4 separate regions of the Sus scrofa genome follow, and regions 2, 3 and 4 are each linked to region 1. A link is a contact called in public Hi-C and promoter capture Hi-C data. All regions are on one chromosome and are shown on one strand. Each heading gives the region's core, a stretch centred on a gene start, on an enhancer-like site or on the middle of the called end of the contact. The rest is flanking DNA. Distances are from core to core; before and after follow the strand shown. Region 1 holds the start of HACD3 (very-long-chain (3R)-3-hydroxyacyl-CoA dehydratase 3). Region 2 holds the start of RAB11A (RAB11A, member RAS oncogene family). Region 3 holds the start of CLPX (ATP-dependent Clp protease ATP-binding subunit clpX-like, mitochondrial). Region 4 holds the start of DENND4A (C-myc promoter-binding protein).

Evidence for each region. Promoter capture Hi-C pulls out the DNA fragments that hold promoters and counts their contacts. A called contact is a pair of places that touch in the nucleus more often than the background predicts.
Region 2: a promoter capture Hi-C map of liver shows a contact between it and region 1, with 4 times the contacts expected there. The contact joins the promoter of RAB11A here to the promoter of HACD3 in region 1. A contact is called at or near these places in 1 of 5 promoter capture datasets (liver), 2 of 47 Hi-C or Micro-C datasets (heart right ventricle and liver) and 1 of 2 datasets of contacts at active chromatin or transcription factors (alveolar macrophages).
Region 3: a Hi-C map of liver shows a contact between it and region 1, with 4 times the contacts expected there. The contact joins the promoter of CLPX here to the promoter of HACD3 in region 1. A contact is called at or near these places in 1 of 5 promoter capture datasets (liver), 3 of 47 Hi-C or Micro-C datasets (liver and skeletal muscle) and 1 of 2 datasets of contacts at active chromatin or transcription factors (alveolar macrophages).
Region 4: a contact with region 1 is called in a Hi-C map of liver, with 2.9 times the contacts expected there. The contact joins the promoter of DENND4A here to the promoter of HACD3 in region 1. A contact is called at or near these places in 1 of 5 promoter capture datasets (liver) and 2 of 47 Hi-C or Micro-C datasets (liver and skeletal muscle).

What each region holds. Positions count from the first base shown.
Region 1 is chr1:163,522,273-163,528,868 of Sscrofa11.1, forward strand. HACD3 (very-long-chain (3R)-3-hydroxyacyl-CoA dehydratase 3) reads left to right here and starts at 3,600. Exons shown (of 11, transcript XM_003121729.4): 1 at 3,600-3,907. The coding sequence starts at 3,821.
Region 2 is chr1:163,854,740-163,861,335 of Sscrofa11.1, forward strand. It overlaps RAB11A (RAB11A, member RAS oncogene family), which reads left to right and starts at 3,515. Exons shown (of 5, transcript NM_001031788.1): 1 at 3,515-3,554. The coding sequence starts at 3,515. TRNAQ-CUG (a tRNA gene) reads right to left here and starts at 3,048; the gene lies at 2,977-3,048.
Region 3 is chr1:163,219,310-163,225,905 of Sscrofa11.1, forward strand. It overlaps CLPX (ATP-dependent Clp protease ATP-binding subunit clpX-like, mitochondrial), which reads right to left and starts at 2,758. Exons shown (of 14, transcript XM_021100084.1): 1 at 2,432-2,758. The coding sequence starts at 2,510.
Region 4 is chr1:163,786,066-163,792,661 of Sscrofa11.1, forward strand. It overlaps DENND4A (C-myc promoter-binding protein), which reads right to left and starts at 4,199. Exons shown (of 34, transcript XM_021100187.1): 1 at 3,985-4,199. It overlaps LOC110261793 (a long non-coding RNA gene), which reads left to right and starts at 4,284. Exons shown (of 4, transcript XR_002346338.1): 1 at 4,284-5,529.

The DNA of each region.
Region 1 (6,596 bases), core at 2,350-4,849:
CTGGGTTTCCCATGGAGCGAGGTCAACAATAGCTGTCTTTCTCACAGGAAAATTTAGGGAGAGCTGATAAGAACTTTAGAGAGGACTGAGTCTAACTCTCTCATTTGATGGATATGGAAGCTCAGGCCCAGAGAAGTTATCCAATAGGTTAGTGGTAGTTGAACCATTTGGATAAACCCCCTGTCACTGGACATTTTTTTTAGGAAGCATCTGAAGCAAAATATCAATTCTGTCTCCTTGCTTGCCTTGGATTCAGTTCACCTTGGATAGAGGTCAGTTGATAAACCTCAAGGTTCACATATGCTGGATTAAAACTATTTTCTTTATTACATACCATCAGACTGGGAGTCCCCATTGTGGCTCAGTGGGTTAAGAACCTGATATAGTGGTGGTGAGGTTGTGGGTTTGATCCCTGGCCTTGCTCAGTGGGTTAAAGAGCTGGTGTTGCCACAAGCTGTGGCCTAGTTCACGGATAGGGCTCAGATCCATTGTTGCTGTTGCTCTGGTGTAGGCTGGCATCTGCAGCTCCGATTAGACTCCTAGCCTGGGTGTGGCCATAAAAAGATTAAAAAAAAAAAAAAAAGACTGAAGATACCAAGGAAATAGAGCAACTATAACTTTCAAACATTGCTTGTGGGAGTGCGAACTGATCAGAAGGCTTTGTGAAAATTGCCTAGCAGTATCCACAAAAGTTCAACACACATATTCTATGACTTAGTAATTCCACTTCCAGGTATTTATTTACCCACAAGAATTAAGCACACATAACCAGAAGACAAGTACAGAAATGTTCATAGCTAGAAACCAAAAACAATGCATTGCCCATCATCAGAAAAATGGATAATTTATATTTATATAGTGAAATACTATACCACAAAACAAAACCCAAAAAAGAATGAACTGCTAATTTATGTAACACAGATAAATCTCAAATACATTATGTTGAATGAAAGAAACCGAACACTAAATGTACATACTGTAGGGTCTATTTACAAGAAATTCAAGAATAGACAGGAGTTTGCTTTTGGCTCAGTGGGTTAAGGATCTAGTGTTTTCACTGCAGAGGCTTGAGTCACACTGTGGTGTGGGTTTGATCCCTGGCCCAGGAAATTCCACCTGCTATAGGTGAAACAAACAAACAAACAAACAAACAAAAGGAATAGACAAAAACTACGCTGTGGTGATAGAAGTCAGGATAATAATTATCAGGGTGTAGGGAATGGGCAGTAAAAACATATTGACAAACTGTAGGATGCTAGAAATGTTCCAAACCTTGATTTGGATAATTAATTATACCTGTATAAATGTATGCAAAGATTCAACTTATGTTGAACACTTAAAATTTGCCTGTTTCCTATACATAAATTATACCTCAGTTTTTTTTTCAAGTGCCCCCTATTGCATTTGATTGTAGTAAAAGCAATGTAATAAAAACACTTTTATCATTTCCAAAAAATTCTATTTTTAAAATTCAAGGTTATCAAAGTTATTGTTTTCATTCTCATACCAGGCAGATTGCATCATCTCCAAATAGTCTGCCTAACTACCAATTTCTCCTCACTGACAGTTTGTTTTGCCCAGCACATATTTGATTTTGCTAACCTCTTGTAACAAACTTCCTTGACTCTCACATGTCTGTGGGATATAGTACAAACACTTCATTGACGCAAACAAAGACTCTCCTAATTCACTCCCTGTCTTTCCAGACCCAGGGCAACCTCTCTCCTCCATGCCATTAATGCCTGGGATAAAGAACTTTCCATATCTCTTCATCTTTGGACTCCTGCCTTGTGCTTCCACTGCCCTAATGCTGCTCCTTTCTCTATCAAATTCCTCCTTGCATTTCACTGCCTCTCAAGGATTGCTTTCAAATGTCTGCCCATTTTTTCTACAACTCTCAGTTCCCACCTTCCCACCTCTTTGTAAGCTCAGCACATTCCCCACGTTAAAACACTCTAGGAGAAGTTCCTGTTGTGGCTCAGTGGTAACCTGACTAATATCCATTAGAATGTAGGTTTGATCCCTGGCCTTGCTCAGTGGGTTAAGGATCCGGCATTGCCATGAGCTGTGGTGTAGGTTGCAGACATGGCTGGGATCCCATGTTGCTGTGGCTGTGGCTATGGTGTAGGCCAGCAGCTGCAACTCCAATTAGATTGCTAGACAGGGAACTTCCATAGGCTGCAGATGCGGTCCTAGAAAGAAAAGCAGAAACAAACAAAAAAAAAACCACTCTATATCTTATACAACCTGACCTCTGAGCTAAATGTTTTCTGAGAGCTGGCATCATTTCATCCCTGGTTCCCTGTGCTCAGCATTTCACTAAATAAATAGGGGCTAACAGAACTGAAACTTTAATTTTTGTCCCAGATTTCTGATTTTCAAAGAAATGTTGCTTCCTCTTAGATTCTTCACTGCAGCAGACTTGGCATGGATGTGGATATGGATGAGATAGTTTAAATTAGACAAAAATTAGTGTTTCTTATTTTAAGAGACAAGTCTCCTGTCCCATAGGACAGCCACTAATTTGTGACTATTTAATTAGATGTAAATGAAATTAAAAATTCAGTTTCTCAACCTGTGTAGCCACATTTCAAGCACTCAAAAGCCTCATGTGGCTAGTGGCTACTGTAATGGACAGCACAGAAAAGGATATTTCCATCATTGCATAAAGTTCTATGGAAAAGCCCTATGGAAATTTCTGGCCCTTAGGCTTACTCTCCCCTCAGAGAACACTCGTCCACCCTCTCCCACACCAATTCCCCTATAACCATCGTCATCCTTATTATGTCTGCAATTACTAGTATCTTTTAAGAGACCTCAGGTACTGTGTCTTACTCCTGAAGCTCGGGATTTTAGCTTCAGGCACAGAGTAGGTAAATGCTGAATTAGTGAGTTACCAGAGTTTATTTATTTATTTATTTTTTGTCTTTTGTTGTTGTTGTTGTTGCTATTTCTTGGGCCGCTCCCGCGGCATATGGAGGTTCCCAGGCTAGGGGTTGAATCGGAGCTGTAGCCACCGACCTACGCCAGAGCCACAGCAACGTGGGATCCGAGCCGTGTCTGCAACCTACACCACAGCTCACGGCAATGCTGGATCGTTAACCCACGGAGCAAGGACAGGGACTGAACCCGCAACTTCGTGGTTCTTAGTTGGATTCGTTAACCGCTGCGCCATGACGGGAACTCCCAGAGTTTATTTTTTTATGCTTTTTTTTTTTTTTTTTTGCTTTTTAGGGCCGCACTTGCGGCATGTGGAAGTTCCCAGACTAGGGGTCCATTCCGAGCTACAGCCGCCGGCCTACACCACAGCCACAGCAACATGGGATCCGAGTCATGCCTGCAACCTACAGCACAATTCATGGAAACTCTGGACTCTCAACCCACGGAGCAAGGCCGGGGATCGAATCCCCACTCTCAGGCACACTAGTCGGATTCACTTCGCTGTGCCACAGTGGGAATCCCCTCTTATGCTTATTTTTAAGCCTCCTCCAGAAGAGACGGAACCGCGACGCACTAGCCAATTCCAACTCCGGAGGCCGCCTCAGCAAACTGGAGCTTCCCGGGTTCTTGGGCCCGCCCCCTCCCGCCCCGCCCCCACCAGACTCGAGCCGAGGCCCGGAGCCCGCGCAGCTGCCCCCGCTCCCCCCGCCCCGCGCTCGCCACTGCGCAGGCGCGGCCCGAGAGCGTGGGTCATCTGGAGGCAGCAGGCACTCCGGAGCCCTGGGGTTTGCGGCCTGCGTTCGGCAGGCTCCAGCCGCGCACTACTTGAGGGAAATAGGCTCAGCAAGCTGAGTCTCCCCGCACCCTGGGCAGTGTGGTCATGGAGAATCAGGTGCTCACGCCTCACGTCTACTGGGCTCAGCGGCACCGAGAGCTGTATCTGCGCGTGGAGCTGAGTGACGTGCAGGTAAAGGCCGGGCGGCTTGACGTTCGCGGGGTCGTAGCTCCCGGGACCAGCTGGGATACTGGTCCCCATTGTCCGGGTGCGTGCCAGAGAGCCAGCAGTGCGCCTATGCGATCCACGACGCGATGCGCTCTTGGCGTCCAGGCCCGAGCAAAGACTGGCCCTCATCTAGGCAGACTGTGGGTGCGACTCCCTGAAGGCTGCGGGTGCCTCGGGTGATGCGTGAGGCCCGTGTGGGCCGCGGAGGCTGCCCCGGGCCGCCTCCTTGTTCGCAGTCTGCGGCCTGATGGAACCTGAGCATGGCCCTTGGAGGCCTGGCCGTCGGGGTTCGCGAAGAGCTCGTCGGGTTGGGGGTGCCGTGTGACACTGGCTTCCTGGGCCTTGGCTGGACGTCTCTGCTGGCCTGAGAGGTCCAGTTAAGTCCCCTCAGCTGCATCAGAGGGGCCACACCCACCTCCCAGCCATTCAGTGGTGGGTGTCATTCTTGTTAATTTTGAAGTCCAGAAGACTTCAGAGAAGATACCTCACGCCCACCGCCCCCTTCTCAGGGCTGTGAGCTCAGGTTTGCTGAGTTGCATAGAGAACTTCAAAATTATCTTGTTGGGGCATTTATGTTTGATCTCATTGGCCCGCATATGAACAGACTGAGGCCTACTACACGGTGGAGATTTCAGGACCTGAGTACCCCCATGTCTCTGTCCACACTATGCAGGATTCTCGTCTTAGGGGAACTGGAATTTTCCATCGGGAATGTTCTTTCTGCAGTCATCCTTACTTCCTACTCTCTTTGACATCTATGGCACTCTGTAGCCTCCTTCACTTAACTCTCTCTGCCTCTGAGGTAGAGGTTTATGTTTGGATCTGTCAGCCCATGTGGCGTATTGTCTTGCCAGCTGTAGGTGCTCTTTGTGGTCTTGAATATGTTGAATTTAAATTTTTGCTTCTGGATTATAAACCTGTTTTCTCATTGAAAGATAAAGACAGGAGTTCCCCTCCAGGCTCGGTGGTTAACGAACCCGACTAGGATCCATGAAGATGCAGGTTCAATCCCTGGCCTCACTCAGTGGGTTAAGGATCTGGCGTTGCCATGAGCTGTGGTATAGGTCGCAGATGTGGCTTGAATCCCAAACATGCAGCCCTAAAAAAAAAAAAAAAAGAAAAAAGAAAGAAAGAAAGAAAGATAAAAGACAAATACTGGCCAGAATGCCTTTAAATAGGCTGTGGCATTGCCCAGTGTGTCATTTAATGTGTTAAATCAGGCTGAATTACACTTTTGCATCAGAGGATGAATAAACATTCTGTGCTGTCTCCCTCTACTCTGCTCCAGGGAGTTTTGATAAAAAAGGAAAAAACAAACAAAATCTTTGTAGACAGGGATCAGAGTCTCCTTCTAGAGAGGATTCTTCAATCAATAAGAAAAGTACAGAACATGTGTTATGGCAGTCTCTTTTAAGTATTCAGTTAAGCATTAAATATTAAGCACTATTTACCAATTAAATAAAAGCAAGCCCTCTCTAGTAATACAGGTGTAATATTCTGGAATGCTTCTGAAGCTACAAATAAAAAAGCTGTTTTTAGGGGAAGTTGGGTGGTGTTGGTGGAAAAAAATGTAAATTGGAAAAATGAAAGAATGCATCATACTTATATTTTTCCTGAAAGATCTAAATAAATCATTCAGTTAAGAAACATGAACACATGTGTTAATCATATTTGGTAGATCTTAAGTCATGAAGGTATGTGTTTGGAATTTATTGTAGGTAAAGAAATGTAAAGGTGGAGGGAAAGAATGAAATTTTCTTTTGGAGAGAGAAATTCTTTTATTTTTGGGGGAAAAATTAAATCTTTTTCCACCAATTGAGTTTTTGGTTTTTCTGAGATTTCCCATCTCTAATTATGAGGCATCTATTTCAGCTTAAAGCAACATGTTAATACCATTCATAAAAGAAATTCTCTACCATGTGTGGAATACTACAGATTTTCCAGTATGTCAGACAGCTTTCCAAGGGCATTCTATCTAGGAGGAAGCGTATTATCATATACAAGCAAAAAGTTTTGTGCATGAGTGTGTTTATTTGTAGAACTGAAGTTGAATATTGAACCAGGTCCCTGATGTTAAAGGGATTTGTTACCTGTCTTTCATTAGTAAGAGGTGACTTCCAGAAATAAGATGAAGTATTCTAGTTGGGAGACTGGGAGAACTTTCCAGAAAGAAGGTATAGACTTTCACATTGTCTGACTTGTTGCACATGTCGGTGCCCTATAGCCAGAGCATGTCAAGAACACACCTCTAGTTAAACAAGTTATGTTTATTACTCATACAAGCAAGGGAAAGTATACCCCATGGGTTTGCTCATTAGGAATGTTGAAACTGATTGTAGGATTTAGACTCTGACGATTGGGGGACAGACTAAGGAGGCAAGGAGTTGCTCTAGATTAGATGCTGTTAAAAAATAAGGGCAATTCTGTGGTTGAGTATCTGAATAAATCTCATATATATAGAGAAGGAAGACTAGCACAAGAATAAAACTATAGTTGGTGGAGAAGTTGCAGTCACTTGTTTTGGCCAAGAGATGAAGGGTGTCTGGTATTTTGTAGGTGGCATTGTGGCCGTGTTTTTGTTTGTGCTTACATAAAATTATGAAATGGACTTTGATTTTATCAAGGTATTCTGTCAGATCGATTATGTCCAATA
Region 2 (6,596 bases), core at 2,265-4,764, 330 kb after region 1:
ACATTGCTGTGAGATTCAGTGTAGGTCACAGATGGCATTGCTGTGGCTGTGGTATAGGCCGGGGGGGCAGCTACAGCTCCGATTCAACCCCTAGCCTGGGCACTTCCATATCCCGCAGGTGTGGTGCTAAAAAGCATAAGAAAAATAAAAGAAAGTAAAGAGTTATTTATCTCTGGGTTGGAGGAATTGAAAGTGGAGGAGGACACTAAGGATTTACTATACATTTCTGTATTGTTTAAGTCATTTACGTTAAGTTCCTCTATTTCTTTTTTTGGGGGGGCACGGCATATGTAGGTTTTCAGGCTAGGGGTCAAATCTGAGCTGTAGCTGCTGGCCTACTCCACTGGCACAATGCCAAATTTGAGCTGCGTCTGTGACCTATACCACATCTCATGGTAACATCAGATCCTTAACCCACTCACTGAGCGAGGCCAAGGATCGAAGCCACAACCTCATGGATCCTAGTCAGATTCGTTTCTGCTGCACCGCAACAGGAACTCCTCCTGTATTTCTTGAGAGATTTAAAAAACATACATCAAGCAATTACTAGCCCTCCTCCCCTTTACTTTAAATTTTACTTTTTATTTGAAGTAAAATTAAGTCTTTCTTGTTTTGGGGAGGAGGGCTAGTAACAAGAAAGCAAAGCCCTAATCCTCTTCTTTGTCCATGGAATCCATTCACCATGGATTTTTCCACAACAGCTTTTGAGTTTTCTGGCTTTTCTAGTCCCTTCGCTATGCCCCATTATTTTTATACCAGTTTTGTGCCTAGTTAATTACAACAGCTTTCTAACTGATTGTTGTACCTCCAGTCTTTCTTTATCCTAATCCTGTAGTCCACACAGTTTACTTTTCCAAAGGCCAGATTTACTTCAGTCGCCTCTCTGTCCACAAATCTTTTATGGCCCCCTCCCAAATGTTCAGAGGAGTGCTCAGGTGTTCCCCAGGAAAAGAGTGCTGTGGTTTGGTGTGCTGATTTAAAGGGAAATACACAACATGAGAGTTGTGAGTTTTATTCAAGGTCTTGCTGATGACTATAGCCCTCTAGGTAGTTTTCAGAAACTGCTCCTAAGAGGTCAGGGTAGGTAACTGCAATAGGTTGTGATTTAACCCTTATATCACTGGATGGTGAACAATAGTCTTTGCTCTTTTTTTGTTCACAGGTGAATCTAGGAAGTGCTAAGTTCAGCACAGTTAAAATTTTTTGTCTTCAGAGTGGCATATTTAGACTTTAAAATACCAGTGTGCTAGGGGACCTTCTAAGGTAGGGAAAACCATGTACAGTGCTTCTCAATTTATTGAAACATGCAGTTCCTTCTTTTGAGGAATACTATTGACCTTCTCAGGACACACCATTGAGAAACAATGACTTAAGGGAAAAAGTTCATAATTCTTCCTCGAGCATGAATGGCCTTGCTCAACATGCTCTTATCATCTAATTTCCTCCATTTCCCCACATAAGTTTCCTTACTTTCTTCAGGGGTCAATGCTAGTTCCTCTTCTTCCAGGGAGTTCTTCCTAATTATCTCAGCCCCTCTGAACTGTGGCATGTTGCCAGAACTCTCCTTCAGGCCTGTCTGGTAACTGATACTCCCCCTTTTCTTGCATCCATCCTGACTATCTACCTGAGTTGTGCTAGGAGTGTCATAAGTGATCTGTAGTACACATAATGTTTAGCTGTTTGAGTAATTTTGTTCTCCTCTAACATGGATAATGCTCAAGGCAGTATCTAGGCCTTAGGTAAACCTTCTGTTGCTTTATACTGTCACAGAAAGCATCGAAAATGGCACTGTATTAGTTTTCTATTGCTGCTGAAACAAATTACCACAAACTTAGCGACTTAAAGCAACACACATTTATTATTTTGTAATTCTGTAGGTCAAAAGTCTGACATGAGTCTCACTGGGCTAAAATCAAGATGTCAGCAGGGCTGTGTTCTTTTCTGGGGGGCCTTAGGGAAGAATCAATTTCCTTGCCTTTTCCATCTTCTATAATAAGCTTCTATGTTCCTAGGCTCCTGGCCCCCTTTCTCCATGTTCAAAGCCACATGGGCTGGTTGAGGCCTTCTCACATGACATCACTGACCTCCTCTGTCTACCCTACTTTTAAGAACACTCGAGAGGACATTTGGCGCACCTGAAGAATCCATGCTAATCTCCCTATTTTATTTCTTTTAATATGTATTTATTAATGATTTTTATAATCTCCCTATTTTATAGTCAGTTGATTTGCAACCTTAAGTCCATCTGCGAACGCAATTCCCCTTTGCCATGTAACCTAACATATTCACAGTTCCTTGGGACTGAGAAGTGAACATCTTTGGGGCACCATTATTCAGCTTACTACAGGTACCCTTGCCCCAAAGTCTAAATTGCATATAGGTGGTAGTGGGGTTTGACAATAAAGGGGAAAAACTTTTTAGCCTAACAAACTCTCTTAAAATACAGGGAGGTACTGCTGTGTGGTCTTCGGTAATCTCTTGAGGCTCCCCATCCACATTTCCGCTAAAATGTTAATTGCCATCCTTTGCTCTGTGTGTTAAATGAAATAATTATGTAACTAGGTTTAGCTTAGGGGATGACAAATAGGGTGCAAGAAGTTCTTGATGAATTTTGAGGAGGAGGGTGGGCGAGGTTCTTTGAATGACATCTGGAGATGGTTTGAGAAATTCCTGGAGAAATGGAATTCTAGCAAAAGGAATTCTGATTCTAGCAAAAGGAATCAGGTGTCACGGAAGCTTTGGAATTCAGGTTTAAGTCCAAAGGCCCATTTTAAAAAAATGAAGCGCAGAGGCTACTTAGAAAGCACCTAGGTGACAGCACAGAACTTAAGAGGGAACTATATGAAGTTTTCCCAGGCAAAGACATGTGTCATTTCCTCTCTACTTAGTTCAAGGACAGATATACCATGGTTGTACCTCGATCACCTAGTGAATAAGTAAATGAATTATAAAAACATAGCTAGGAAAAAGTGTCCTAGGTTCCACCGAGATTTGAACTCGGATCGCTGGATTCAGAGTCCAGAGTGCTAACCATTACACCATGGAACCGACACGCTCAAGAGGCCGCCTTCGGCTCTCTAATCCTTAGATAACCCCGCCCCCATCCACAGTTCCACCAAAGGAATCAGTGTTGCAGTGCTCTCCAGCGCCCGGCTTCTCCGCCTGGCGGCCCGCGGAATAAAGGAGACCAGGAAGTGTGGTGAGCAGCAGCTGGGAGTGCGGTCAGTCGACAGGCCGGGGCTCAGTAGCTCCTCGGAACCTTCTGGAGTGGCTCAGAACTTGAGACCCACGAGGTTCACGCCTACCGCCTTCTTGGATTCAGGGGCGGAGTACTGCCTCCCCGGAAGTACTTCCCCTTAGGGGCTGGGGCCTGCCGGAAGTGGCGTAGCGGCAGGGAGGGGTTCTTCACCCGGTCCGGCAGCTGAAGCTCGGCGCTTGGGTTACCCCTGCAGCGACGCCCCCTGGTCCCACCGGTCTCTCTACTGCTCCCGCCCCTTCGCTCCTCCGCCTGGCCATGGGCACCCGCGACGACGAGTACGACTACCTCTTCAAAGGTGAGGCTGTGGGCTCTCGGACAGGCCCCCGAGTCCCGGTTCGGGGGCCTGGGACACTCCCGGGGGACCCGCCCGGCGGGCTGCCCCGGCTCTGAGATTGGCCTTCCTCAGCCCTTCCTCTCAGTGCGGTTCGTTTTGCCGTCTCGCAGCTCAGTCCCTTTTTTTCCCCCTCACTTAGGCTCCACACTGGCTCTTAGCGACCTCCCCGGAGGCCTTAGGAAGCCTCAGCGTCCCTACCGTGCCCCCTTCTCGCTGCTGACTGCCTTCTCCCACATCGCCTTCCTTATTTCCCGGGTTCCACGGCCTCTTCAAAGGGGAGCCCCTCCCACCTTCCATCTTTTCGGGTTGGGCGCCCCCTCAGCAGACATCCCGAGCCCCTCTGACAGGCCTTTCTCTTTGCTCCCACACCTTTCCTTCGGCGCACACTTCCACTACAGGTCTTTTTCTTATCAACCTCCCTTTCCCCTTGGGCAAGCCTCTCCTCTGCGTCTCCTCACGCCCCTCCCCACGGCCAGACGCCTCTCCTAGTCCGGTTCTCCCATCTCCTTGGCCAGGCCCTGGTTAAAACCCAAACGGGCCAGCGGCCCCACCCCCACCCGCCCCACAGCTCTCGAGGTCCGTAACCTTCGCGCACAGCCCCCGTGGTTGGTAACTCTTTTTCTGCCTCCTCTCCCCACATAGTTTAGTTTAGGAGCTCTCCCGTGTCTCCTGTGCGACCCTGAGGGTGGTGGTGGTGGTGGTGGGGGTTAGGGCAAGAGGGATGGTCCCATCACCCACGCGCGTACTTGTCGCAGTGACCGGCAGACCGATGTGACTTGCACCCATCCTTTTTTTCTCCTACCCTCCCTACCCAGCGGCAACCAGCCCAGGATAACTCTTAACACTGCTCCCGACAAGGGGTTGCGGATGGGTGGCGGCTGTTATCCTTGCCAGACCTGAAGGCCCAGTTCCTGAGCAGGAAAGGTTGTGCGCTGCACAAATACTAGCTTGCTTTATCGCTATGGACTGGTTGCTTCCTGCTGCAACACTGGGAGGATCCAACCTTTTGGTGTTTTTAGAACAGGAAGGGAAGAGTCCTAGTTGGTCACATACCTTTGCCAAAATATGGGAGTTGGGAGGGGGGCGCATGGCGAAGTTGTGTGCTCTTTGGTCAAATTAAATATTTTTTATAAGATAGGGAAACATGTAGTGCCCTTGGACAAAACATTGGAGGGTGGAGTGAAGAAAAATTGCTTATTGGCTAGTCCAGAAAGAATCCAAATAGTTTGTTTTTTTTTTTAATCAACAAAGATAAAAGGTACAGTTTTCAGAGAGAAAAGTACAGTAAATGCTTTTTTTGTTCAGTGAATGCGCTCTCTCTGATGCTCTTTCTCTGCTCCTGAATTAGGAGGGCAGCCATCAGTAGTATGCTGAACAAAGATCATTACCAGGGAGGAAGAAGCCATTGCTATTAAAGCTTTACAGTGGAGGGTGGAGTTAAAAAAGAATGTTAAGCTTGGTGACTGTGTCTGACTTTGCCACTGGGTGCTGAGAATGGTTGACTAAACAAAGCGAGAAACATTGCTTTACCAGTACTTTGCGAATCTTGGCATTATAGCTGATGATATACCTTTATAAGCACTTAGTCTTCTCAAGTTTTATATAGGGTGAGTACCTTCACTATGCACTCCTACCCCCACCTCCCACATAGTGGAAAGTCATTTTTACAGATACAGAAAGGGAACATGGATTCATTTGTATGCTATTGGTTAAAGGCATCTGAGGTCTGGTGAAAATATTTAGTGAGACTCTGAAGACCGGTGTTAGTCATTAAAGGGAGATTTGTTTTTTTTAAATAAGGTACAAGAACAGCGGGCAGCTAGCTAGCTAGCTTTGAAGTAATTAATTTAGAGCAAGATAAACTATCAGAATATTTCTCCTGTTTGGTTTAGAACTTGGATGTTGGTTATAGAAGCCAGTTATTTTTTTCACTAAGTTCACTAATTATCCTTGATTGGCTTAGGGGATTTTTAACTTAGCTTTGGGTTTAGACCATCCTACAAGCAATGATTGAGAGAGCACAGCACTTTGGAATCATCCAGGCCTGGATTCAAATACTGACTCAGGTCTTAAATTTGTTTTGTGACCTTGGGAAAGTTGACTTGTTTGAGCCTCTCTTCCCTCATCTATAAAAAAGAAATAATACCTCTCAGGGCTGGTGTGAGAATTAAATGAGATAGGTTGTAAAATGTTAGCTTCTGTGAGGACTCAAATATGGTAATAATGTGAAAGAAGTTACTGTGGTTCTTGTCAGTTTTTTTTTTTTAAACTTTAAACCTATAAATATGAGAGTATTAGTAAAAAACCTAAAACCAGGTGGGATCTTCTAAAAAATAATATTGTTTCCATGGGTTATGGTTTCATTTGTTACATGTTTTGCTGTTTGATGGGGTGTTTTAAAAATTGCGCTGAGAAAAATTTCCACTTTTTTAAAGCTCTTACAGGATATGAGTCACTTTTTAACTTGTGATGATTATTTAACCCATTTCTTATTTATAAAATTATAATTTAAAGTGAAGCAACAATAATTTCATTTTAAAATGGTTTCCTTCTACATAGATTTGTTGTCTGAGATGCTGCAGCTGCATACTTGGACGAAGGCTTACCTAGCAAACTTAATAGTTGAAGGAATTGGAAGTTAGTTGGTAACTCTAACCAATTGAAAATGAAGGGATATTTGAATTGGTATAGGATGGAGTGGTCCAAATGGGAATGTAATGTGGAGCCAGCAGGATTATTCTAAATTATGTATTTGTTCTCAAATATTAATCTTTAGTTAGCTCAACAGTGAGATTTTTGGTGATGGTGGGAATTTATTTTATTTTTTAAAACTTGACTTTTTGTTTTAAAAACTTTAATTCCACAAATATTTACATACAGTGTGGTTAAGGCCCTGCAGGACACATAAGTGAAACACGAATCAAGTTCCAGTTTACAAATATTGTGGTAGACACCAATCCAGAGTCACATTTTCTGAAAATATGTAGATTAGTAGTCTACACC
Region 3 (6,596 bases), core at 1,508-4,007, 300 kb before region 1:
TACCTACACCACAGTTAGAGGCAAAACCAGATCCTTAACCCACTGAACAAGGCCAGGGATCGAACCCTTGTTCCCATGGATATAGTCGGGTTCCTTACCACTAAGCCACAACCAGAACTCTGCAATCTTTAAATATTTATACTGTCACATAAAAATACTAAATTATACAACAATATTGGATACTGTCTCATATTTTAAGTTTATGTGAGAAATACACATTGCATTGGATACATAGAGCTCATCAGGAAAAGAAAATAAAGCCAGTGTCTAGTACAATCTACCAAATAATCTGGGTTGGGGTTAGGGTAAAGGTACAATATACCAAATAACTTTTCAAACTACCCTATAAAATTTTTAAAGTCTAACATGACAGAAAAACCAGTAGAAATACAGAATAGCAGTATTTTATTCTTAACTCAAGTATAATTTCCAATTACAAGAGTATACTGATGAAATTATTTGTTTAAATTATGTGGCTGAAATACTTTGTTTATAAGAAACTAGCTAATGTTCAACTCTGATTTTTCTTTCACCTCTCTTCCTCTTTCCAGGAATCCTAAAATAAAAATAACCCTCCTGGAGGCTTTTAAGTCCTCAAAGAAAATATCTCTATACTGTTGTAGACTCATGCATACTTTCAGAGTTTCTACCATGGAAAGCAAACATTTTATATAATTAAGCCTTGGGAGAATCTTCAATCCAAGTGAAACCATTTGCTGTTTCACTATCATGTAAAAATACTAAATTCTATAATGATATTGTCATACAGAAATACTAAGTTCTATAATGTCTCATAGTCTAATCTACTCCTTTACAGTGAAAATTATGGTTTGGTATGTCTGAAAACTTCTAGTAAACTTACATTAACTGAAAAACAAATAGGTAATTCTTAAATAAGTCATTAACTTTTGTTGATTTACCTAATGATGGATTTAATTTTTTTTTTGTCTTTTTGTCTTTTTTGTCTTTTGTTGTTGTTGTTGTTGTTGTTGTTGCTGTTTCTTGGGCCGCTCCCACGGCATGGTTTTTTAAAGCAGCTGTTGTTTTGAAAAGAAAAAGAAAGATATAACTGCACACTTCCTATAATTTATAGTGTTCTGGGACAAGTGATGGAAAGAGATAAAGGACTTTGTCAAAGAAGCCATCCCTATCCATAGAGAACATACACATACCTTATACAGGCCCAGAAACAATATCATTGCCTACTTCACTGGATTTAAACTTGAAGGTGAGGACTTGTTCACTGTTCCATATCCATCAACAAAAGAGGGCCTTGGCCCATAGTAGGCCCTCTTCAGATTTGTCAAACAAATGAATTTAAATATATGTCACTTCCACTAAACTCAAATTCCTAGAATAGCGGCATCCACTTGTTCAGGTTTAACAGTCTCTTGGAACTAAATTCCCTCCTTTGGATTTATGTACCATTTTACAAAATGCTCCTGCCCACACATCATTTAATCCCTCTTTGTGAAATAAACGGTCAAAAAACAAACATTTAGTAAATGATAAGGACTTCGCAATTCAGCTAAAAATAGGAAAAGGGAGCATTTTGAAAATCCAGAGATCATAAGCTGATAATCCAGAACAAAATGAATTTGTCTACAAGTTAGTGGTTACAAGACCCAGCAGGACCTAGCCTCGTCTGATATTTATAGACTTGGGGAAGAGAAAAAATGGTTTCTTTTCCGGAAATCTCTTGGCCGGAGTGCCACTCTTTCACATCTCCCGATAAAGAGAAAAGAAAGGTAAACAAGAATCACCCTTAAAAACTACTTGGCACCGTCAAGTTCAGAAAATCCGCAAACAACTGCTGAGACACCTAAGTAGTTCAAAAACAATTTCTGCGGAATTTCCATCTCCTCGGGCTCTTTCCTGTGGGCCTTGAAAAGTACGGCGAGTCCCGTTTACGTCCCGGTGTGCGGGGCCACACAGCAACTGTGACACTGCCAGCCTCGCGCTGCCTGCGTCCCAGACCGCCGGCTCGGCCCCCCGCGGCAGCCCCTCACCTGAGCCCTTCCCGCAGTCCCCAACAGGCCCAAGGGGCACCCGGCCGGGCTCCGGAAGGGGAGCCGCAGCCAGGGCAAGCGGCAGTACCTGGCGGAGCTTTAAGTGGGGTCTGGGACACTTCAACGAACCGAGTATTTTGTGCCTGTAGCTCAGAGTTTCTGCGAAGTAGGCACATTCTGGCCCCAGTGTCAGAAGGCCTGAAAGCGGCCGTGAGGGGGAGCACAAGGGGCTCGCTTCAAAAGTAAGAAACAGCTGCTTCAGAGGTTGGCAGAGCCCCATCACACGGAAAGTGAGGGGTGCCAGGAGAAGGGCCGCGCACCCCCTCACACCCTCGGGATGGGATAGGCAAGCCTCCTGCCCTCCACCGGATCCTCACCGCCGGCGACTAGGCAAAGGGCTCGGGTCAGGACTACTTCGTTACCTCTTTGCGCGGAGGCGAGCGACGAGGTGATGAGCCGCGCGGCGGAGGCGCCGCAAGTACAAGCGCCACAGCCCGACATCTCCGCGCGGCTTAGGCCGGGGCTTCGCCCCTACTGCCCTCCGGCTCTCAGCGGTCGATGGCTACTCTCAAGGTTCGCTGGCTTGGCTCCGGAACCTCCTGCCGGCTCTAGGCCCAGTGCAGAGTCCACCCGCCTGAAAACAGGGCCTTCGCGCTCTTCATAACCCACTGCCTTCTACTCAATAGACACCTCGCCCCCCCCACAACTTCCCCCTCCTCCTCCCCCGGCCCCCCTCCCCGCCCCGCCTACGGGGTCCGAGGAGCGTGCGCGCGCCTGCGCCCTGGGCCTAGGGAGGGGGCGTGGGCACGCGTGTGCGTGCGTGAGACGCTGAGGTAGGGCGAGGGGAAGGGGGCGGTGACCTCAGCGCCAATGAGCGCGCTCCAGGAGACGTCCCACCCCAAGCAGGGAACTACAAGTCCCGGCACACAATTCTCTTTATCCTAGCGTTGAAAAGTTTGCGCTAGAAGCAGAGAAATGCATGCCGGGAGTAGTAGTCCCAACTCCTAGCAATAAACTGGTCATTTTCGACTGGTGGCTGGGTACGTCCAAGTGAGACCCGTGGCTTAGCCAGCCCCAGGAGGAGTTTTGAAAGCCGCCATTTCAGTAAGAGTCAATAAGTTCCTTACCCATCCACATCCTATGTTCCTTATCTTTTCCTTATCTTTAGATTACTCATTTGTAACATGGAAGTGGAGGTGTTTTTTACCAAGTTCCCAACTGTTGGAAGACCATTCTCTTCCCTTGTTTTTTTCAGGCCTAGTGGTGATAACTCTTCCAGCTGTTCTAGTCCCTGGGTGCTTTACACGCCTTTGTCAGTTCACTTAAACCTGACCACACCCTGGTAAAAACTGTTCTTTAATCTCTCTTCTGTTACCCTTGTTTGCATGCCTGGTTCCTCGCTGGATCTGTAAAGGAGATCAACCAGCTAGCTGACAAGGTGCAGGATGGTGACAAATGAATCAAACTCTCTTCTCATCTCGGTTGGCAACAGACTATTTACTCTGTATATAAAATTCTGATCAACTCGGAAGCCCAGAGAAATTGCTGAATGAGCTTGGAGACTTTTAGTTCTGAGCGGGTACAAGGCGGGCAGGGAAGGAGGGGCCCGGGAGAACGCAAGCCAACGTCAAGTTATTTAGCCTTTATCAATCTTGGATCAGAGAAATGTGGCTTCTAGTTCCCTGGGTCTGGCCATGAAAAGGGGTACTGGCCTTGGCTCCAGGCCACACATGTGTGTTTTTGTCTCTCCTGGAGCTGATTCCTGGTAACTTCCTCACCTTAAAGGGGCAGGGACCAAAAGAGAGCCCAGGTCTTACCTGCCATCATTAATAGAATTTTGAAGAAGAGAGACTCTGAAGTTCCTCCGGGAGTTACCGCTATGGCACAAGGGGATCGGCAGCGTCTCCAGAGCGCTGGGACACAGGTTCAATCCCCCGCCAGGCACAGACAGTGGGTTAAGGATCTGGTGTTGGCTCAGCTGCGGTGTAGGTGGCAGCATGGTTCTGATCCCTGGCCAGATTAAGGCAGAATAATAACTCAGGTAGTCAGTGTAGGAGCATGGGCCTCAATGCCTTCTTTGATATGGCTGTTGATTAACATTGTGGCTTAAGAGGTCCAGGGAGTAACCTCCCCACACGCCTTGTTTACTATAGGGAATGTACCTACACACCCAGGTAAACTGTGACTCAGTTTACGGGACAAAAAGGGCAAAGAAACAATGAGACTTACAGGAAATTTACACCCCTACAACCTCTACTGGACAAGGACTGATATAGGTAACTGGGCAAGGCCAATGGGAAAAAAAAAACATCTTTCTGGACCCCGTGTTGGTATCCCCCCATCTTTAAGGGATTAAAAACCCCTATAAGACAATAGAGAACAGGGGCTCTTCTCCCCCCTCCCGGCAGCACTGGGAACTATTTGCTTTCCTGTAATAAAGACTTTGCTTGCTTGCTGCCTGTGTGTTTGCAGAGTTCACTCATCAGCTGCGTGAACAAGAACCCCGATTCCGGTAACATCTTTTTGACATCAAAGGGACGGCCAAAAAGAAAAAAAAAGTTCCTCCAATTCAGTTTTCAAACTGTATTCTTAGAATCCCTCAGAAGCCATAGATAGCTCTTTGGTGGGATGAGGTAACTAAGAGGGTGGACCTCCCCTGCCTCCTTCTCCATGCCACCCCAACGTCAATCAGAGCTCAGAACAGCTCTGCTTTTTTTTTTTTTTCTGAACTTTTAGGGCCACACCTGTGGCATATGGAAGTTCCCAGGATGGGGGTCGAATCTGAGCTGCAGCTGCCAGCCTACACCAGAGCCAGAGCAATGCCAGATCCTTAACCCACTGGAGCAGGGCCAGGGATCGAACCTGCATCCTCACAGATTATAGTCACATTCATTGCCGCTGAGCCATAGTGGGAACTCCAGAGCAGCTTTACTTTTATCTGTTTCATTTATCATATTTTGTTTGAAAATATAGTTGTTCTGTTTTAAAATAATGTTTGAAAAGAACTGATTCTAGGAAAACCTAGCAATAAGCTTAGAGGGTCTCATCGACTCTTAACACCCAATTTAAATTCCTTTCATTCCAATTATATACACATTTTCTATTTCAGTTATATACACATTTTCTTATTTATTGTAGAAATAAACTGTTTGCTAAAATCTACCGATTGCTATAAAGCAAGCTAAATAAAAGCATAGTTAAGGCTCCTCTGGGGGCACTCCATGAATCCTTTGTTTCTCTGAATATCCTAAGAACTTGACTTATTCATTCAGTCAACAAAATTTAGTAAGCACCAATTACATGCCAGGCACTGAGGAAACCACATGAGCCAAAAATGTTAAAAAGAAGTTTCTCTCATGGAGCTTCCATTTTAGTGGGGAAGATAAGGCAGTAGGTAAGAAAAACAAATATATGTGCCACTGGTGTGATGACATAGGAATACATTATACTGTTCTGTAATATATCCTTATATCATTCCCAGGATGACTGAGCATGTAATTTTATTTATGGGCTGATGTTTTATGTATTTAGCCTGTATTCCCAACTGAACTTTGAGCTCTCTTAAGGTAGGTATTTCGTTATATGCGGGATGAATACATAGCAGAAATTCTGTAAATACTTAATTAAATACTTATCTTCCAACTACTTCTGCGTGGCAGAAAGCTAGGATGGTATCTTCAGAAAATCTGACATAAAATTAGAGCAAATTATAATTGACAAAGAGGTGTTAATGGACACAAGTTCTACAAATTTATGCAATGGTTGCTCCAACTGATCGAGTGTCCCAGAAGGAATTCTCAGGAGCCTGATGAACAGAGTGTAGACTTTGTCCTAGAAAATATAAAACAAAGGGAGCTGTACACAACTCAGTTTAACTTTTTCTCAAATATGAACAAAGGTCATGTAGCTTTGGCATCAGACTGGTAATGGTGTCATCACACAGGCAACATAAATTTGGTAGTTTCAGGGCATCACCCCAAAGCACATACCTGGATTATTAGGATCGGCACCCAATGAGCCTGGATTGAGACAGCTAGGCTCTTTGATGATGTAAATTTTATAAGATTTACAAATTAGTATTCAAATTGGGGGACTTGTACCATGGAGAAATATCAAGACTTCCATTTGGTATTTGAGCACAGAGGAGTATCACATTTAAATAAAATACCATCTGTGTTAGAAAGGGTTCAAATATAAAAGGTCATTCTTTAGGAACCACTTGACTGTTTGACAAAGGAGCATGTTCCATTTATAAGTGTACATGCCCTGACCTGAAACTCACAGGCTGGGACAGTGTTCTTGCTGCAGAGTGTAGCCAGGTGGCCATGAGATGGAGCAGAGCTTGATGTCTGGGCAAAGAGCAGTGGGGCTCTAGCTGCACACTAGGACCCTTCTCTCTCACTTGGCACTTCATGTATAACCTCTAGTCAAGTTCCTATCAGAAGCACAGAGTCATTTGAGATTGTTCCCTGTGATAACATGGATTCTCTACCAGGGGAGTGATGGTTAACACTTGTGGTCTTAGCAGCTCTTTGGAACAAAATACTTCAATATCACACCTACTTTCAGCTCTTTTCTGAGGGGTTA
Region 4 (6,596 bases), core at 2,949-5,448, 260 kb after region 1:
GCTCAAAAGAGCTATACTAAAAGTATACCAGAAACGGTATCTCTTGTTTTACATTTTGATGCATCACTATTCTCAATGAAGTACATATAGCACTAGCAGGAAAACTCCCTTGATACCTTTCTGCCTCTTTTTCCTGCTGCTTTCTACTTATTTGTGCTTTTAAAAATAAGGAAGTAAGAACAAAGTACCAGGAAACTGTCATACTTTAGAAAAGAACAATAACAGCCATATATGAGCATATATACAGCCCTTCTGACCATAAGACTGCCCAACATACAATCAAGTAATGTCCAAAAATTCAATTGTAAATAGATTATTTGGAACTCAGAACGTATTTCCCCATATGGAAATGTGACAACCAGAAAAAGGATACTGCCTGAGGTGCCAGGACATGAACTGTGAGACATGAAAAGTAGAGTATACAATATGCAGTGATGTCCCAAGAAGAAAAGAAATGGTTCTCTACTAGAGTTTGAAGTTAGAAACCATATTTCATTAATTCACCTTTGTGTCCTCAGTGACCAGCAAAGTAAGTACCTGGCACCTCATAAACATTCAAAAACTGCTGCCCACCAACTGATGAGGTAATGAGGAAAAGACTAAGTCAAGCAGTCCATCAATAGATGGCACTGGCAACACAGAACAGTTTGGGTGTAAGATACAAACAGAAAAGAGTTTAGAGAGTCACAATGTGCACTAATAGGAGCATCCATATATGTAAAACTACTCCCAGGCTGGTGCAGGTAACTAGGAGAATGCCTTCATCTAGAGCATTTCAGCTGTTTCCATTATTCCATTGCACAAGCACTGTGTTTTCTGTTAGCTTTGCCAATAATGAATTATAAGGTAGTTTCTCTGTTGGAGCAGTGGTTATGTGGGGCAATGCCAGATCCTTAACCCACTAAGAAGGATAGGAATGGAACCTGCGTCCTCATAGATACTAGTCGGGTTCGTGACCACTGAGCCACAGCAGGAACTCCTCACCTATAACTCTTGAAAATATTTTAAGGTCATTTTTGTGATGATGATGATGATGATGATGATGATTAGAGTAACACTATTCAGAAGACAGAACAAAGTAAAAACACTAAAAATAAAAATTACCTATAATCAGACAAAAAAAACCCTATAATCTTATGATCCAGTGATATCTTTTAATATTTTATGTATTTCCTGTCAACAATTTTGCCTTTATATGCATATATTATAAATAACAGTATATAATTCCTTATATTGATTTTTCTCTCAGTACTATATTGTGCTTTCTCATGCAAGTAAATAGTTTTTAAATTGACTAATAATTGCATTCACCACATAGATTAACTATCATTAATTTCACTAATCCTCAATATTATATGGCATTTTGACTATTACAAATTTTTACTATTATGGTAACACACTATAAAAATGAATCCTTTCTTATGTATAAAGTTCTACACTGCAGTTTTAGAATTTGAAGTGGCAGCTATGATACAGAGTAATGAAGCATGGAGTACTTGACTCTTCCCAACCTCCAAATGCTACTGAGCAATAATCAACAGGGCACTGAACAAACAAACAAGAAAAGATGAACTTGTTATTTCTTCAGTCATTCTCTTCTTTCACATCTGAAGGAACAAGCAAAGTCCCAAAAGATGAGTCTCTGACATCAGAGAGGACAATAAATAACCAGTCAATTTTCCTGCTACAGCCACTTCTGTTTTCCACTTAGAATAATAAACCATAATTTAAATAGGAATCAATAAGATTTATAATATAACAAACATCTCTGTATTGGTGCTTAAATCTAGGTTTTCACAGTAAGTGGACAGCTAAAAAAAACTCTGCAAACAAAATATAGTACAGCACAGGGAACTATATATCCAATCTCTTGGGATAGAACATGATGGAAGATAGTATGAGAGAAAGAATGCATATACGTATGACTGGGTCACTATGCTATACAGCAGAAGTTGACACAACACTGTAAATCAACTATACTCTAATAAAAATAAAATTAAAAAATAAAAAATAAAGTGAAAAAAGATAACTAATGTCACTCAATGAGTAAATAATGTTTTCTTCTACAATTCGTCCATGCCTTTTATTATTTTTTAATGAATTAGAAAATATCATGTACTCTATGTCTTCCTTTTTTTATATAAATGGTTTTTATTTTTTCCATTATAGCTGGTTTACAGTGTTTATCTCTTCCTTCTTAGAGCTTCCCAATTATTCCAAATTTTATTCAAGTTGCCATAAATAGGCCAACAGCTCCAGGAGCTTAAGAATCAATAACTATTTAAGCCAGTGGTAATTCATGTGGAAAAGTTCAGAACAAATCAGCATCAGCTTCCTGGCTCTCTTGCACAAACAGAAAATTTATATCGCTTCACCAACTTTCAAAAGTGCAAATTTGTGTATATAAATTCAAAACTCAGGCCAAAATTCACTTATATTTATTCCCAATACTGGGCTGGTGTCAAGAGCAATCAACTTTACTAACAAGTATATTCTTATAAAATTTCACAACCAAGTTAAATCTATGTTTAATCAGTCAGAACAAGAAAATTTTGTAACAGAAAGCGTGTATAATGGTGATGATGATGACAATATACACTTTTCTGGACTCCTACTGACAGCTGCAGTCCAAAGAGAAAATGTGAAAATAAAGTAAAAGTTACCCAAAATGTTTTAATTCTGGCCAAACAGTTCCCACAGAAGAGGCCAAAAACAGTCTTCTGTTTCATTATAAGTTCAAATAGCCCAGAAATTATGTATACTTTGGTTTTCAAAAGCTGAATCCCACTATCTAAACATAAACTGAATAACTTGCCCAAGAGTTCTTACTTATTACCCTATCTTAGGTCCCTGGGAGACTACTTTTTACAATAATCTCAAATGTACTACAATAGATTAGTGTAACCTGGGCTACGCTGTTTACAGGTGTCTCCACCTCCTTCCCCAAGAGGAGAGAAAAGGTAGACTAGGGCAAACGGAAAATAAAGACTACATACACCAAACAACACCTTCTAATCTTGTAAAATTGCTTCTTTTAAACTTGGACTATTATTTTCATTAGCGGTAATATCTTAAAGAATAACATATTCACGGAGTAATACAATTTCTGCCTTCAAGGTCTCTAGCTAACTGACACGCGTTTTCTCCTCAAATAAATACATGCCTGTTGACAGATGCCTATCCTGCTGTTGCAAACAAGAAATAACTGTCCTATTAGACAAAAACCCTTCTCTAAGGCTCCAGGCGTAACCACACGTTTGAATTAAAAGCACACTGTAACAATAACAAAAATCTTCTAGCACATCTGTCATTTAAAAGCACGATAATGAAAAGCTGCGACCCAGTTTTAGGTCACAAGCTTCCCCCCCCCCACCCCGAAAGCGATAAACTTCAAAGGGAATGGTGGCGACCAGAAATTGTTTACCGCCCCCCCGCCCAAAAGACTGGAAAAGACACTCCAAACTAGCCAACCTGGACGCTGACCAGGCTCACGCTGGCCAGGGTGTAAGCTAGACAGACCCCGGGGAGAAAAATCAGGCCTCTGGGGGCCCGCCAAGCTCCAGCTGCCGCCTGTTTAAAACATCAAGCAGGTGGGATTCCGGGAGGCCACCTCCGTCTTACGTAACGGGTTTGTCAAAATCCCAGCTCCAGGACCTCCCCTCTCACCGCCCCCGCCCCTACCCCCATCCCTCAACCAGAGCCCCAGACCAGCCCAGAATAGAAAATCCGGAATGAAAACATTGAAGCCCCCCAAGCATCCGACGCAGAGGCGCGGGTGCTACCCTGAGCACCGCCGCGCCATCCGGAGATGACCCAGCCGGCGGAGGACAGCCAGGATCCGAGAAGCCTCCGGGTGGAGGTCGCGGCCATCCACGCCACATCTCTGAGCCTGGCCGGCCCCGCTCCCGCGCCCACGTCTGTCACCGCTTCGGGCAGTGACAGCTCCACATGCCACAGCTGTCCGCGCCGCGCCCCCGCACTCACCTCACCGCTGGCTCCCGCGCGAGCAGCGGATCAAGCTTGGGGAGCGGTCCCAAGTCCACTCACGAACCACGGCGGGACACGAGGGGCTGAATGCCGCGGCGCTCGGAACCCGCTTAGCTCATCCCAGCCCAGCGCTCCGCCCTGCGCGGCACCCCCGCCCGCCCAGGCCTGCCGTCTCAGTCAGACGGGACTCCCCCTCCCCTCGCGGCCGCGGCTGCCTCCGCCTCCTTCTCTGGCTCCAGCCGCCGCGGCCGCAGCCGCCGCAACCGGCGCCATCTTGCCAGTGACGGAGGGGGTGGAGGCGGGGATCGCGGCCAGCTAGGGCCAATAGCGGGTCAGGCTGGTGCCCGAGAGGGCGGGACAGGGCCGGGTTGAGGATCGTGGGGTCCTAGCGCCTGATACTGAGACTGGCGTAGGAGGTGGGCGGAGCGGAACTGCGTTCTCTCGTGACGCGCGGTAGAGTTGGGGAAATGATCTGTGGTTCCCCTTCGGGTTGGGAGATCCCGAGCCTGAGGCGAGCGTGGGCGGCACACACCTTCCCTTCCACTTTCATCACCCCAGGGGTCAGGGATCCGTCAAGGGCCAACGGATGTTTCCTCCTTCCTCTGTAGCAGTCCCAGAGTCCTGACATTGCCTAGCCAGAGTTTCTCGCGTCTGCCAGAGCAGCCGCTCCTCTATCCAGGGCACTCAGATTCCCAAGGAAACCCCCCTGAGGAGTTAGCAACCACCTACTAGTAGGTTTCGGTCCCAGGATACTAAAGGTCAGGTAAAAATGGGGAAATGGGGGGAGGGTGTCTCTGAAAAGTACGTTGATAAAACACCTATTGTTGACTGAGTGTATATTACATTGGATTAATGGAATACGGCCTACTTAAACCTGGCTATGGTTCCACCATTAGTGGCTGTTGGCAAGCTGCCTCTGAAAAATGAGGATAATAAAGGTTGATTACTGCTCAGGGTTGCTCTGAGGTTTAAATGCTATAATGCATGTGAAATGCTTAGTATGGTACCTGAAAGTACTCAGTGTTAGATATTATTACATGGACAAATGAAGTAAAAAATATGACCCGAAAAGACTTCAGGTCAACTTTCCTGAATTGTGCAGAAATAGGCATCAATCGCTTTTACTAACCAGGTTTACAGCTCTATATCCTGTCTCCACTTCTTCCATTGTACTCAATCAACAGATTCACTGAAACTCGAACTGAGGGGACACAGTGGTGAGGGAAACAAACTGTCTGGCTTCTTGGGGCTGACAGTCTAGTGGGAAAAAGAGGGACAAATATTTCATCACATTTTCAGGGAAGCATGCTATAAAGGTTATGAACAAAATTTTGGAAAAGCAGATACCAGGATAGCTTTGAAAAAACTGGTCAGGAAAGGCCCATCCGAGGGATAAGGAGCCAATAATGAAAGAAATGCCCTGGGGAATTATTTAAGATAGAGGAAATGGCTGTGCAAAGGACCTGTGGTAGGAAAGAACTTGGCTGTTGGAATTGAGGGGAGTCCATGGTGCAAGGAGGAGCCTGTCCTGAGATTGGAGAGGTGAGTAGAGGCCCATTACCGCAGGGCCTCGGAAGACATAGAAACAGGATCGGATTTTATTGTAATTGCAGCTGAAAGCCATTGAAGAGTAAGAGATGCCTGTTAGAGCAGAGAGGTAGGAGCAGGGATATTAGAGGTATGACATATCTAGGTGATATGTGGGCCAAAGAACTGGATTTAAAGTAAAACAAAAAACTTTGGGGTTGAGCCTCTTCTACACTATTATGTAGTGTCAAATTATATGTTCTGATCTTTAATTTCCTTATTGATTAAAAGAAGTGTGAGCATCACATAAGGCTGTATACAGAAAAATTTAGAAAATTTTAGTTTCACTGAAAATTGTTAAGTAATTTGTTCCTAATTGTTTTGTATGTTTTATGTAGTTGTCTAATCAGTGCTGTTTGATAAGTACACTTATTGGTTTGGGGGGTTTTTGTTGTCTTTTTTTTATGACCACACCTGGGGCATATGGAAGTGCCTGGGCCAGGGATTCAATCCCAGCCTCACCTGCAAACTCCACAGCAGCTGCAGCAATGCCAGATCCTTTAATCCACTGCACATGGCCAGGGATAGAACCATCCCTATGCAGCAACCTGAACTGCTGCAGTTGGATTCCTGACTCACTGTGCCACAGCAGGAACTCCTATTTTTGTTTTGGGGGCTTTTTTTTTTTTTTTTTTTTTTTGGCTGCAACTTGCAGTGACTTGATGTGGGATCTCAGTTCTCAGACCAGGGATTGAACCAGGGCTGCAGCAGTGAAAGCGCCAGATCCCAACCACTAGACTACCAGGGAACTCCCTATTGTTTTTATTATTATTATTACAAGTAGTAATCCAAATCAGTGATTCTTACATTCTTACTCATTTTTGCACAATGTTCGTTTTGAAGTAAAAGAAAATGAACTGTTTGGTCCTGGTTCAATCCATGGTCTGGGAACCGCGGTCCCACATCAAGCTGCTGCATGCTGCAACCAATAATAATAATAACAACAATATGAACTGTTATAAATGTGTAGTTTATTGATGCTGTATTTCCAAACGTGTTAAGTGCTTAACTCCGTACTGTCT